Linked DNA regions of Gossypium arboreum: region 2 is linked to region 1. Evidence: chromatin contacts called from public Hi-C data. All regions are on one chromosome and are shown on one strand. The core of a region is the stretch at or near the end of the contact, and the rest is flanking DNA. Distances in the headings are between cores, read along the strand shown.

Region 1 (2,700 bases), core at 109-2,608:
AAAGAAAGAAAGGATGAGTACATCTGTCTTTATTATTCCCACCCAGAACCAATAAAGTCGTTCCCTGAAATCTGGAATTCAAACTTGAACAATTGGTTTACTGATGCATCGTTTAGCAGATCCTGAAGATCAGTGCCAAATCCTCCCTCATTGAATACAAAACCATTCATGAAAGGATCCTCGAAGCTGGAAGCTGAAGCTTGATTATATCCATCAGAGTAAGCTGCTGGCTTACTTCCACCTTCTTTATCAAGCGATAGCCACTCTGCGAATAAAAGCTTCGGCAGTGGGCTTCGTTGGGGCAAGTCAAAATGCATTGGAACAGCTTGATCAGTAACAAAGCTTGCCGATTGGTCCGTAAGGTTTTGAGGCAGCACACTAGATTCTGAGGTTGAAGATGTGTGTTGAGCTTCCAAATTTTCAACTTTTGCGATCCTTTTCTTCAGATAAGAATGCCAGTAGTTCTTAATCTCATTATCTGTTCTTCCAGGCAAACTTTGTGCAATTCGGGACCATCTATTCAATAAAAAGATCAGACATCTTCATTAGTTCCTTGTAAAACTGAGGATATATATATATAATAATTCTTCACAATTAATGACAAGTGTACGTACTTGTTGCCTAACAAATGATGAAGGGAGAGGATAACGTCGTCCTCTTGGGGAGTAAACATCCCTCGTTTTAATCCAGGCCTCAAGTAATTAATCCACCTTAGTCTGCAGCTCTTCCCATTCCTCTGCAATCCTGGATATCCATGCATCTATCATATTAATTCATACCCTATTTTCGTCATTTCACTCATCATCACTCTCTCTCACTTCCACTTTACAGGGACAGTGTACGATGAAAGAAACAGTCGCTGTCTTTAACTAAAGAAATTTCTTGAATATTTTGGACTGACACTGACAGCCAAACCAAAGTAGAAAAAGATTAATCCCATGACCATGACACATAAAATAAATAAGTGTACCATCTTAGGTTCAGATTCATTTGCTAAGGAATGCTTCTAACAAGTCAAATTAATAGTGGTGGTGATAAGCATGAGCTGCACAAATATTGCAGGGAAGTTAATACGAATACAAGAAAACAGACCTGCATTGATGGGAACAGAGCTCCAGCAAAGATGGCCATGTTTGAGGACATAGTTTTTGAGCTTTAGGTCTTCTTCAGGTGACCATAACCCCTTCCTATGCTTAGCTTTTGGCTTATCAGATGGCTTGCAACCCATTTCTTGAATTATTACAAAGAAGAGAGAAAGGCAGGGAAGAAGGTTAAGGGCAGTCGGTATGGGAAGCTGCAAAAGCAATAAATACCATCTTATTTGACTTTCTCATACCTAACCTACAACTACAAGGTCTTTAATTAAGGAAAATAAATAAATAGAAGCTATGTATGTATTGTTTGGACCACTTTAAGTCTGAGCTGGTAAAACTAGCTACAAATGCATATGTGTTTTTCTATTACTTCAATAATCTCTACTGATAAATGTAAAACCAAATTTGAATAATTCATTTTGTCCTTAATTAAAATGATTAATTTAATCTTTATATATTACTATGTCAAACTGGAATTATTTTTATTTGTATAAAATAAGTAAAGAAAAATTATCATAATTCATAAATGGAATTATTTCCAAAAAATCTGGTTGTCCTGTGGGATATATTTATAATAATAATTTAAAGGGCAACACCAAATTATAGATTTTCGATTACAAAATTATCATTTAATTATTCAATTTAAAATTACTAATGTAAAAATGAAAACACCTAAAAGTTTTAATATAGTTGGGTGACAAAAAGATAAAATTAAATAGTTAAGTGTCCATTTTATAACTTTTCATATTTTAATAACCAATAAAAATTTACTAATAATTAAATCATCATTTTGTAACCTTCCATAATTGGGTGATTATTACTATAGTGTAACATAATTCAAAACAAAATATTGTTTTCCTTATGAATTCTAGACCTGCCCATGGGCCAGGACACCTGATCCGAAGGCCCGCCCGAAAAATGGGAGGGTTTGGGCAAAAATATAGGCTCGAAAAATGGGCATGGACAAAAAAATAAGACTTGTTTTAAAAACGGGTCAGGTCACGGGTAAGACATTTTTTGCCCGAGCCCAGCCCGGCCCGAATTCACTAAATGAAAAAAAAAGCTGTTTTTTTTTATTTTAATGATATTTTCTTATTGTTTTCTCCTTATTTTGCTATCATTTCACTATTATGTTGCTACATTTTGTTGTTATTATTTAGATATTGTATAACACTTGTTTTATTGTTAATTTTATTATTATTTTAGAGACATTTTCTTGTTAAGTTAAGTCTATCTTAGTATTATTTAAGTATACATATTTTTAAAATTTATTTTCAATTTTTAATATTTTAATATTTTTAGTATTTTGATGTATTATATATATTTTAAAAATTATGTAAAACTAATATAATATAAAAAATTAATATGGACAGTCGAGTCGGCCTGGATTTTAGCATTTTTATTCGGGTTGGGTTTGGACAAATTTTAGGCCTATTTTTTGGGTTAGACCGAACCCAGACCTAACAAACTGGCATAATTTTTTGCTTGGACCCATCCCGAACCCGACCCGGCCCATGATCACCTCTAATGAATTCATACCAAACACCCTAGGTTTAATAAAAAAAATCTTTCGAAAATATCTGATTATACTCTAAGTTCCGATGAA
Region 2 (2,700 bases), core at 167-2,666, 180 kb before region 1:
TATACTTTATAATTTTTCATGGGATAAGTCATGGTATTAAGTGTGATGACATGAAACTTTAATATTGTGCCTCATTATAACCTAATAATTAAAAGTAAATTAATATAAAATATAAACAAGATAAAAGTTATTAAATCTATAAACAATCTAAAATTCAAGAAATATATAAAAATTTTATAGAATTATAAAATTATATTTACCAAATAAATATATCCACTTTATTTCTTCTTCAAAGTAAAAAAAAAGGAAATTACTTTTTAAGATATGAGACTTTAAACCTATCCTAAAGAAAATCATAGCAATAGTTGTTAAAAAAAAAAAACTTTCTAGAATAAGTAAAAATACATAAAATTTTAAAATTTGCCTTTATTGTTGTGGTAAGTGCCGTCTAGAGCTTATTTCAGCATGGAAGCATTTTCTAGCTTTTGGGAACTCTCTACAGCTTCTGAGTGGGGAGCAGATATTGGTTTATTTATTTTAATCCTCCTTTTTCTCGGGGCAAGAAAATTCAATAAACAAATGTTTTTTAAACAAAGAAAAGGGTTAGGAATGTGAGATCATATTTGAAGGAAGTGGAAGAAATGGGCTTTATCCAGTAATATTGTAACTGAGAAAGGTTGACAAAATCCTCCAGTGACCTAAATCTGTTATTGCCATTTAAACTTCTCTGATTGGTTTGGTATTGCAATTTGCTTCATTTTGGTGATATCATGCATGACTTCACCTCTCAATGGGACTACTCCTTTTGTTTGTTTGTTTGCTTCTCAATATGAACTAAATTTAAAGTAAAAAGAAATTAAATAGATAAATGTATTAGATTAATAATAAAAGAATGCAACTCAAATTATTTAATATTATTTTCTTTTGTATCACGTCAAAAAAGTTTTCATATTAGTGAATACAATCTATATTGTAATTTTTTTAATTAAATTAATATCGAATTGATTTGTAACAGACATTAATTTAATTATACACTTAAATAATACTATATATAGAAATATAGAACACAAAGTGAGTAAAAAATATTCCAATATTTTAATTCAATAAAAGTCTAAGATATTTTATATTTTGAGTTCACAGTTTAAAGTTATTTTATTATTATTATTATTATTAATTTTTATATAAAGGCATGAAAATATAGGAATTCCTCGTAATGGTATATATTAATAGTTTAAAATAAAATTTTTAAATAGAAAATACAAATTTAATTAATAATAATAAGTGGGATAGATGTTGGGGATTTGGATAATTTTTTGTTTTTTTTCAAATGGATAATCCCTTATTTGTACCATATTAAAAAAGGACAAAAGTAGGTTGGTATCCTATGGAGACTGAAATGAAGCACGTGGCGCGACGGCATCCGCGGGGAGAGAGACTAAACTGTAACAAAAATGTAGAATTCAAAAATCTTGATATCCACGTCGCATAAATCAGGATGCAACAAAGATCTCCATCCAACGGTTCAAAAATCTCGGAACAATTATGATAAGAAAGTCTTTACTTCTTCTGCTCTGCAGTATTTTGCTGGAAAGAATAGAGCGAACATGGCGATAGGAGTTAAGGCCTTGCACTTGTCCTTTGTGCCTCATGCCCTCGCGATTGCCGGCGCTGTTATGGTATTGGTTTGGTGCATTCACTTCAGGGGTGGATTAGCTTGGGAATCTTCTAACAAAAATCTCATCTTTAATGTAAGTGTTTTCCTTTCTGCTCTTGGGATTCCTCAAAATCTTGTTTCCTTTTCATGGCTTCAACTGCAACTTTGTTTGGTTTCTGTTTCTCCCCTCCGATTATTATCACATAACAGTTCCTTTTGGTTGAAATTGGATGGTGTTAAAATCTTCCATCACCAAATTATTCGTATAATCTTAAACTCAGGCACTAAACTAATGATGAAGAAGACTTCTTTTGGGGGTTCCGCTGTTGTTTGATTCCTTGAATTTTATTACAATTTCATGTTCGATTATCCCTTTTTTCCCCCTTGCTATAGTTTTGGGTTTGGGTGCCCCTTAATTATTAGAATTTGATGGTGGCTGGTCAACCTTCATATGGTGGCGGTAGTTAGCCATGTACCATGGAATATAGTAACCTACCTACTTACCCTTCATTATAATATATTATATGGTCAAGCATCTACATTGTTTTCTCCCATCCTTGTTAGTATTTTTATCCCCTGTTCCTTCTGCCATTTTCCGTATCAAAAACTTGTCTAACATGGTTAAGGTTTCTAGGAGGAAGGAGAATGAGGGACTTGAACCTATTCATGCTAACTGAATTATTTTATAGAGTATTTGTTTCTGATATCGGTGATCAATAAAATATTCAAATATGAAACATAGGAAGCATACTTGTACCTAACAATATACATATTTCTTACTATATGTTGGAGATGGTGTCCATTAACTTTCTTTGGATTTAACTAACTAATTGAACCCCAAATTTCGTTGTCACAACTAGTTATCCATTTTCTTGACTGATCGAAGCAATCACTCTCATTTGTAGTGTCCAAGAAAGAAAAACAAATTGTATATTAATGGAATAATTGTGGTTTTAAATCATAATTACTGCATTCCAAAGTTTTATCTCATTCTTTTTGTCTGGATTAATAATGTCTCTTTCATGCTGAATGCTGCATGAAGTTTGACATCTAATTCTAAATTGCTAAATTGCTTACTGCCATTTACAATTTTACTGCAGCTCCAT

Evidence for each region. A called contact is a pair of places that touch in the nucleus more often than the background predicts.
Region 2: a contact with region 1 is called in a Hi-C map of leaf, with 4 times the contacts expected there. The contact joins the promoter of LOC108467770 here to the promoter of LOC108469331 in region 1. A contact is called at or near these places in 2 of 5 Hi-C or Micro-C datasets (both in leaf).

Annotation. Positions count from the first base shown.
Region 1 is chr8:71,977,613-71,980,312 of ASM2569848v2, reverse strand. LOC108469331 (transcription factor LAF1-like) reads right to left here and starts at 1,358. Exons shown (of 3, transcript XM_017770220.2): 1 at 1,093-1,358; 2 at 615-744; 3 at 1-516. The coding sequence starts at 1,228. The coding sequence ends at 33.
Region 2 is chr8:72,159,810-72,162,509 of ASM2569848v2, reverse strand. LOC108467770 (transmembrane ascorbate ferrireductase 1) reads left to right here and starts at 1,416. Exons shown (of 4, transcript XM_017768530.2): 1 at 1,416-1,688; 2 at 2,695-2,700. The coding sequence starts at 1,545.